Linked DNA regions of Mus musculus: region 1 is linked to region 2. A link is a contact called in public HiChIP or PLAC-seq data. All regions are on one chromosome and are shown on one strand. Each heading gives the region's core, a stretch centred on a gene start, on an enhancer-like site or on the middle of the called end of the contact. The rest is flanking DNA. Distances are from core to core; before and after follow the strand shown. Region 1 holds the start of Tagap (T cell activation Rho GTPase activating protein). Region 2 overlaps Gm1604a (predicted gene 1604A).

Evidence for each region. HiChIP or PLAC-seq counts read pairs in DNA pulled down with a chosen protein or histone mark.
Region 1: a contact with region 2 is called in an H3K27ac HiChIP or PLAC-seq map of CD8 T cells, with 10 times the contacts expected there. The contact joins the promoter of Tagap here to the enhancer-like site in region 2. A contact is called at or near these places in 5 of 39 promoter capture datasets (the 3T3-L1 cell line, the C10 cell line, cranial neural crest and 2 more), 1 of 15 datasets of contacts at CTCF or cohesin (CD8 T cells), 5 of 484 Hi-C or Micro-C datasets (the HPC-7 cell line, bone marrow-derived macrophages and uterus), 7 of 115 datasets of contacts at active chromatin or transcription factors (the 230-238 cell line, CD8 T cells, the HPC-7 cell line and 2 more) and 2 of 9 other capture datasets (adipose tissue and liver).

The regions. Positions count from the first base shown.
Region 1 is chr17:7,924,056-7,928,623 of GRCm38.p6, reverse strand. Tagap (T cell activation Rho GTPase activating protein) reads right to left here and starts at 2,624. Exons shown (of 10, transcript NM_145968.2): 1 at 2,516-2,624; 2 at 1,688-1,768; 3 at 1,545-1,598; 4 at 1,191-1,257; 5 at 1-16. The coding sequence starts at 1,714. All of the region lies in intron 4 of Gm1604a (predicted gene 1604A), which reads left to right.
Region 2 is chr17:7,890,523-7,895,139 of GRCm38.p6, reverse strand. All of the region lies in intron 4 of Gm1604a (predicted gene 1604A), which reads left to right. Among named protein-coding and RNA genes, the nearest start is that of Tagap, 33 kb to the left of the region's middle. Within about 2 kb of position 2,214, at least 24 of the 459 cell types and tissues checked have an H3K27ac peak or open chromatin away from gene starts, as enhancers often do. A contact at or near this core is called in CD8 T cells, where this site is marked.

The DNA.
Region 1 (4,568 bases), core at 1,375-3,874, 33 kb before region 2:
TTTCTCTTCTTAATTTCTGTAGCCAAGGAAACAAGGAGATAAAGAGAAAAATCTATGTTAACAAGCCAAGATCCAAATGAGACCATGGATGTTGGCTACATCATCTCCCCTATAGCTTGCCGCGTTGAAAAACAAAAGTAAAAACCAAAAAACAAAAAACAAGAGCCCTCAAAACCAACCTTCTGTTTTCAACCTACTGTTGAAAATTCGAGAAGGCCAAGGGCATGAACCGTGGTCTAGAAAGATCAACCCCAAACCACTACACTGTTGTCAGGGTAGCGAGTCCCTAAACATCAACACCAGTGTTCCTCAAAGGCCCCACCTTTCCTGTTTTTATGCGCACAGCTTTTAACTACAGAAAAGTAGCGAAATTTCAATGGTGCTGGTCAAAACCACCCATTTTAACGTATTCGTAACGACTACAAAGAATGTATTTCTGATTGATGGATAGTATTTTAATTTATTTCTTTGAATGTGAAAATTACAGAGAGGAAGTGTTTTGCTTCCTTTCGAAGATCTTTTAGAAGATTCTGGGTAGGGCTGGCTGTTCACCTCCAGTCCCGTAGATACTACCGCTAGAGGGCGCTATGTCACCCAGGGAATCCTGCTATCACCCAGACCCAGCCTTATTTCAGAAGCTTGGTTCTCCAAGCAGGTTGCCACGAAGGCTTGGCACTTTACCAAGTACCCGACCATTTACCTATTTTGTACCAGCAAGAGGAAGAGAGATAAGAATGAGAGGCCCATCCTGATACTTTGGGAGGGGTGGTCAGATCTGATGCATATCGTAATGAAATGTGTTATGAAAGATGGTAAGAAAGGATGCCTGATTCTTTGATGTTGTAGATCAGCAACAATTGCCTCACGGGCGCTTAGGTTTGGTCTCCACTGGAGAAGGAAGCAAGCGGTGGGCAGGGCAATGTGTTTCTCCAATGTGTGCACGCTTCCATCCTCAAAGCTTACAAGTTCTAAGACTTGGCAGCCCGCTTGGAAACCCCGTGTGTCCCTGGGCACTGGCCACGGACAGAATCTCCCCTCCTACAGCTCTGGCTGTCTTAGTCAAGGGTTAATGTTCTGCGCTCTCTCAGAACACTTAGAAAACCAAATCTCAGTAAAGTAAAAGCCCTGTGGTTTGGCAAACAGAGCACTAGTTAGGCGCACAGGAGAGATCAGTATGTTTTCAAACTCACCAGTTAGCTGGCAAATGCTGTCTTCACTCTCACATGATGTCAGCAGGGGAGGCACTTTGATATCACCCTGAAAACATGCATTTCAGTTAAAATAGTGACACCCAAAGACATCCCATCTTTCTCCATAAAATGCACATACGGCCTTTTATTCATCTTGAAAATTAAGTCAAATGCATTGATTCTGTATTTTATCTTCTCAGATCAACATTATTTTGGAAGATCTCAATAGACGTGTTTAGTTTATAATCTGATATTCATCTCACACCAATAATTAAATAACCCAAATGAGTAACAAAAGAATGTCTTTTATCTAATTACAGTGCAAATAAAAAGTTTAAAACATTACTTTCTTACCTCTGACTGACATTCAATTAATGTCTCCATGTTGTTAGCATTAAGTGTTTTTGACTAAAAGAGAGGAAAAAGAACATCAGCGAAGGTCCTTCAGCCCCTGTCTGTGGACAAGATGAATGAGTAGGTGCAAAGGACTTACGTACACCATCGAGACTGCTTATCAGCTTCATTGGAATGGAGACTGACAGTCCAAGAGGGGGGTCCACTACCTCGAGGCTTTGATCCTGTGTACAACAAATCATAAATGAAAAGAGTTAGAAAATAGAATAACTAGTCCAGTCAAATTCAAATTTCAAAGTCAGTTTGAAAAAACAAAAAACAAAACAAAACAAAACAAAAAAGGACCCAGAGCTTAAAGCTACTGGATAGAAAAGTGTTCACCTAAAACTGGGCTCCCACTAAGAAGCATCGTTGAGAATCTCATCCAAGTTTTCATTGTGTCTTATTCTATCCAAATGAAATAAAAATTCCTACGACTCCATGAAGCAAGATAACATCAGTCTTTCTTCCTAAATGTCACCTATGATTAAGAACAGCCTCTGAGAAACTTAATCCTAAATTCTTTAAGCCACACGCCTTTACTACTCCCAAACTTTGTTACGAGTTACTAAGTTCCCATCAGGAGAGCCTGAGTACACATTACAACAACCAAGACTTGCTTTTCTGAGTGCTCGCACATACTATATTAAAAGCTCTGCACTCTCATGAAACCCAAGTAAGACAGAAATTTACCTCCAGGACAATATATACAGTGTACAGAAACAAAAGATAACATTTACAGAATCCCTAAGCCCCCAAGCTGGCAGCTGACACACAGCCCCTAGCATTCTCCATTCAGAGTCCTTCTAAGGCTGACACATGTTTCTCAATAGAGCTGTTTTTAGTGGCACTGGCCCCTGACACTTCAGGGACCCAAGACCCTCGACCCACAAGGCAGTTTATGTTTTGTCCTGTTAATCTACAGTACTTACCAGCAACGGTCTTCAGCCAGAGCTCTTTTTACCTCTGGCGAACTGTGGAAAACGGGAGACACAACATGACACTCTGACCCTAGGAGTCCACCCACAGAGACAAGGCACTGGGCCCTCAGCCTCGTGTGCTGAGTGTTATATGTGGCGGGGGCGGGCAGGTGGAAACTCAGAATATTACTGGGGCCGGAAGGAACATCATGGGTTGTTACACAGCCAAAGCCAGCCAGAGACTGCTCTGCTCTCACTTCCTCATTCCTTTTAGGGCAGCGCCGGTTCTTTCCAAGCCTAACCCCCCTAATTCCCACCCCCCCCATTTCAAAGTAAAAATGTCTACAAACTACTAGGAGTGGAAACCATGACATATTGAACATAGGCAGTGGCTCTGGTTGATGTCAAAGGTGGTGTGTGCAGGATGAGAAATTTTATTATTCTGTGTGTAAACATCACTTTCCTTTCTAGTTGTTCCTGCTGGCCCCTCCCTGCTCTGGGTGTCCTGTTTGGGTGCTGTTCCCGGTCACCCACCATCCTCTCCATCCAGGACTAGATATCAATTGGCACATCTAGGTGCAGGGTGTTGCTATAAAACCAGGACGGAGATGGAGGGATGACTTCCCCTCTTTGAAAATTACCCTCGAAAGCTACACCAGTTTCTTTGGAACTAGGGGAATTGCCCATTGAGAAATTCATTTATTTCTCATGTAGAGAACCACTGCCCTAAGTTTATTGTGAAGTACGGAGTCAGTCAGATGGGTACAGATGTGTTCATTTTAGGATCAACAACTTTGTAAAGGGAACAAAAAGCGTCACATGTTTGTCAACATGGTAGCATCTTTGGAAAATCTAGAAGAACACAACGGTTTGAAATGCAGATGCTGCAAATTATATTGCATGTAAAACTGCCCTCCAATCTGGCATCTTCTGTTGTGTCACCTCCTCTTCTTCCTTCGAGATCAAATCAGGTCGTGTGTGTGTGTGTGTGTGTGTGTGTGTGTGTACATGTGCGTGTGCGTGTGCGTGTGTGTGTGTGTGTATTGGCATCCCACCTCAGAGCTATGGCTTTGAACATTCCACGGATAATTTGATGTTTGGCTCTGTAGTATTCCACAGAATTGTCTAAGACGTTATGTTTTTGGAGCTGGAGATTAAAACCTGCCCCTCAGAACACACTCTGCCTCTGAGCTGCACCCCAATCCAGGATTGGTGTTGGGCTTCTCTAATGTCAAGGACACTGCTACTTTGGAGAAAGCCTTCTCTCCTCACCAGACAGAAGGCTCTCTCGATGATGTGAAAATGGAGCCCACTTTACAAGGTTTTTCATCTTAATTCTGAGCCGTCTTCTGAGTTATAGAACTCTTAGCCTGAGCATCTGCAGCATCCCCCAAAAAAACAGCTCAAACTTTTCTTGAGATGGAAGGTTCCCGTGCCTCGGTGTAAACACTGGCCTTGGGGACACCAGCCCTCATTCTTGGCGTTACCATGAACTCTGAATACCGAGGTTAAAATGTGAGCCCGCTAAGTCATACCTAACACCTTTATATATGCCACATACTTGTATTTCAAGAGCCTCACTGCACATAGTTATCAGCACTCTTAGCTGAAGTGGGCCTTCCTGTGTCACAGGCCAGACAACTAGAGCTCCTCTGGCCATAGCTGCTCAAGTCACTCAGCTGGGCCTTCTAATCCCGAGCGCCAAAGCAGTCTATGCTTTCCCTCAGGGTAACTTCAAGTGGTTCATTTGTCTATACCCGCTTTGTCAGGTCAGGGGCCCGCATGAGGGACACTTAGCTAGCAGAGACGCAGATTTAGGGCACAGTCCTGAAACTTCAGAATTATTATCACTTTTGTTAGTAATAAATAAAACGCATTTCGTACCGTCAATGATGTGGTGACCCACAGAAACAGCTACAGCAACAGATTTGTGTGTGTATATATGTGCTGTGTGTGTGTGTGTGACATGTATGTGTATGGTATGCAATGCCAGGGTTCTGTGCAGGCATGCTTATGGAGGCCACAGTTAAATGTCTTCCTGTGTTTTATCTTACTTTTGAGACAG
Region 2 (4,617 bases), core at 965-3,464:
GTGTCTCTGTGCATGTGTATGTGTGTGTGTATGTGTGTGTCTCTCTGTGTATATGTGTATCTGTGTCTCTGTGCATGTGTATGTGTGTGTACACACATGTGCGCAGATGCCTAAAGAGACCGGCAGCATCCAATTCCCTTGGAGCTGGAGTTACAGGTGGTTGTGAGCTACTGGAAACTGAACTGCAATCCTCTAAAAAAAACCTCACTCATTAAAGACAGCACTCATTAAAAAAATGATTTACTTATTTTTATGTGTATGGGTGATTTGCTTGCATGTATGTCTGTGTATCTCATGCACGTCTGGCACCGGTAGAGGCCAGAACAAGGTGTCAAACATCCTAGAACTGGAGTATATTGGGTGTGAGCCACTATCTGGGTGTGGGAATTGAACTCAGATCCTCTGGAAGAACAGCCAGTGTTCTTAAGTGCTGAGCCATCTCCCCATTCCCCAGAACTCAATCTTAAGCACCCAGCCACCTCTCCAGGTGTTCATATGATTGTCTGTTATGCCTGATTTTGTCTATTACATCCTGATTTTAAGCAATCTTCTGTTTCTGTTTATTCCAGTTAACAAATAGAGAAATCCATGCAGTTTATTGGTATTCAAACAATTCTTATTTAGTTTTCATTCATAATCCTCAACATCATGTTTTCCAGCCTGACTTCGGAGAAACGAAGACAACATGAGACCTGAAGTTCTGTATGGAGAGTAGAAAGTCTATGAGAGATGATGAGCAGACCTGGGTGGGGCTGGACCACAAAAGCAATGGCCTGGTAGTGAAAAGACAGGTCAAAAATGCCAGGGCTTCCCACAGCTGGCAGTGACTCTTCCTGCTCATCTTGTGGTTTCTGGACCTCATGTGGCACGTGGCTCCCATGATGCTCATGCCCTCTTCTACTGTCCTGAAGACTCACAGGAGTGGGAGGGGCTAAAGGATGACAGACAGACAGACAGACAGACAGAAACACACACACACAATCACATTTAATAGAGACCTTTTCCTGGCATTTCATTGGTCAGAATGGAGTCACATATTGATTTCTGACCCATTACAGTGTGTGTGTGTGTTTGTGTGTATGTGTGTATGTGTGAGTGTGTGTAAGTATATGTGTGTGGTTTTGTGTGTGCATGTGACATGTGTGTATGTGTGATGTGTATGTATGTGTATGTGCTTGTGTGTAATTATCTTTAGATGAACCACATCCAACCTGAGTTAAGCAGGGGACAAAACGTCTTTTCCTGAAAGCATAGCTGAGGAACAGGAATGAAGCCTGGCGAGCCAGGCCCCGTAGCCAGGATTGAGAGGTGACAAAGCCATCAACGAGAAAGCAAGAAGCAAAGAAACCAAGCCCATGGTCAAGGGCTTGTTTGCCAAGAGAGGCTTTGGTGGGGTTCCATTTCTGTGTTCTCCAGAAACTCCTCATAATTTACTGAACAGCCACTTTGGCTTTTATTGTTTGGTGTGGAACAGCGTAATTCATACCAATGGGTGGAAGGTGTTTTGTTGTTTTGTTTTGTTTTGTTTTGCTTTGTTTTTAACCAAGAAATAAATGTATCCAATGAAGAAAATGATTCCAGCATTTCGGGTCTGACAAAAGAAAAGTTCATATTAACAATTGGGATTAATCTGTGTGGACAGTGTTAACGCTTTGGAGGGCTCAAACTTATTTGAAGACAGAAAAATCTCTATTTACAGTATTGGCACAGGACCGTGTGCCAGGCCACACAACACAATAGTTAAGTAGTCACACTGTAGGGAACAGAGTGTCGGGCTCCTGGTCTAATCCTCTTACTAGCCACAGACTTTTGAGAATGTCGCTCCTGGGAGTTGGCCAACAAAACCCCAACAGCAGTAGCAGGATCCCCCAGAAAGTCCCCAAAGCACTGCAAAGTTTGCTAAGATTGGTCCACCTTCCTTTCTTCAGTCAGCATTTGATGAACACCTACTACGTGTGGGGCGTCATGCCAGGTGGTGGCACATGATAGGTCATTATGTGTCTGCTCTCATCCCAGCTTCCTAAACAACTCTCCTCAGGAGAGGGAGATATGGATCCAGACTGTGTACATTTAAATCCATGGATGTTTGAATTCTTCATCACCCACAGACGTATTCATGAATAAAAAGTGAAAGCGGCTCTGGCCTGGGCAGAAGGAGTGTGTAGGTGGCAAGGAGCCAGTGATGCAGGGAACCAACGCCTCCAGTAGCTCGTGTGACCTCTTCCTGCTACCCACGCATTGGACAGGATGTTAGATTTGGTGGCAGTGAAGGGCTCTCTGCAAAGGTGTCAACTGAGCCAGAACCTGAAGGCTCACAGGGACAATGGCGGGCTGGGGTGGTGAGAGAAAGTTCCAGAGGAATGAAATGGCATGTGCTGACAACATGTGACAGGGAGGAGCCACCGCTCTGCTCTGCTCCCGTCTCAGCCTGAAAACACTGGCCTCTCCTTTGTCCACTGCTGGCTCCTTTTTCATAATCTGTGTCCCGCCACCCCCTCCACTTTTCTAACCATTTCATCCTGAGCCTTAAGTCCCTTTGACTTTGGTTGTTTTGGTGAACATGCCCCTGTTTAAATTCTGAAATGTGTTGATTTATGAGCCCTCACAGAATCTCCCCTGCCTTCCTGTAAGCCCCTTTATTAAACATCGCAATGTGAATGTGCAGTTTCAACCACAGCCCTCTGCTCCCCAAGAACCAATATCTGTTCACCATGTCATAGTTTGAAAGGAGCCTTTACATGGGCCATACTGAATCCCAGCTTTTCTCTTTAGATGTTCTTATGGGAAAATCAGTTGCATTTCATCGATGAGAGTGGACCACTCTAAACCAGTGGTTCTTAACCTAGGGGGTCGCAACCACAACATCCTATCAGATATTTGCATTATAATACCTAACAGTAGAAAAATTATACTTATGAAGTAGCAGCAAAATAATTTTATGGTTGGGGTCACCACAACATGAAGAACATGAAGAACAGACTTAGGAAGGTTGAGAGCCACTGCTCTAAACAGTCATAAATCAAAGCCCAGAATCAGAAGCCCAAGTCTTTGTTTGCCTTCTTCATAGTTAAGGCCGTTTGTTACCTGAATACTTTTAATGATCACAGAGCAACTCATATAAATTTTATACTGGGTAGGGTTCAGAGTTTCCTGGATTGGGGGGGATTTGAACCTTTTAGATTGGTTACTGTTTTATGTAGGCATAAACAAAGGGTTCATCTGCGCATGCACCGCCATACAGAACAGGAGCACTCCTCTTTGCTCAGACTGTGTGTCTGTGTAGTCCATTCTCTGGAGCTTTCTAAAATTAGGAGCCAGCAACACTATGTAAAGGACCATACAGTGAATGTTTTTTTGGCATTGTGAAGCCATACAACTCAACCACAGGCTATGTGTAAACAAATGGATGTGTGTGACTCTTTTCAATAATAACTTATTTACAGAAACCAGACCGCAGCAGGCAACTAGTTGGGGCTGGCATAGCACATGGTCCAGGTTCACTTTATGAAAAGCCTCCTGATACACGCATCTATCCTTTCCCGCCTGCCTCCACACCCACCTCATGTGGAGCGATGGGATTTACAGTCTCAGTTTATTGCTTTGGGAAAGTAGTTTGTGCCTTCTGCTTGTGTGAGATGGAATGCTGTCTGGCAGGCAAACTGTACTGTCAGCACAGCCATTGGGGGACTGGAGCTGTGTTCAAGATATGGCGCCCTGCAAAGTTCATGTCCAGAAGAGGTTTGAAGGTGAATGAGCAAGGTTAGTCTACTGACAAACAGTCAACAGTTCTGTACAGTAAAGAGCAATTTCAAGGCCTTGGCTTAATTAAAACAGCCAAGCTATAGCTACTTTTTGTTCAGCAAAGGATGCACTCAGAGTTAACAGCCAGCCAGAGAATGGGAGAAAGCTTTACCAGCCCCACTTCAGACACAAGGCAGAATCTGCAAAGAATTGCAGAAGTTAAATACCAACCTGCCAACCAACAAGAGAAAAACAAACCAAGTAACCAAATAGATGTCTCTCAAAAAAAAGAAAAAAGAAAAGAAAGGGGAGACAGAGACAGAGAGAGACAGAGAGACAGAGAGAGAGACAGAGAGAGAGAGAGAGTTTGATATTCCTAGCTCTAGGGAAAAGCAAATTAAAATAACTTTGAGATACCATCTCACCCCAATTAGAAAAGCTACCACCAAGAAATCTGACAACTACGTTGGAGAAAGAAAGACTATTGTGACATCAGTTTGGAGACTTAAAAAAACCTCGGAGCACATATTCAGAGACTCCCACACTCATCCTGGAGATACCTGTATCTCCCTGTTTATGGGTGCTTTCTTCACTATTACAAAGAATGGAATCGTCCTAGCTGTCCATCAACAGACAAATGGATAATGAGAATTTGCCATATAGTATATAAAATATAAAATTTATATTATCTATATATGAATACTATTCAGCTGTAAAGAAAAATGAAGTTAAAAAATCTGCAGAAAATGGATGGTCTTAGAGTGTACAACATTAAGCGCTCTCTCAGAAAGAAGAACACCATGTGTTCTCGCTCATATATGGAGTGTAAGGGGGCCCCTCATGGTCAGTACAAAACTCACCCAGATACCAAATCCT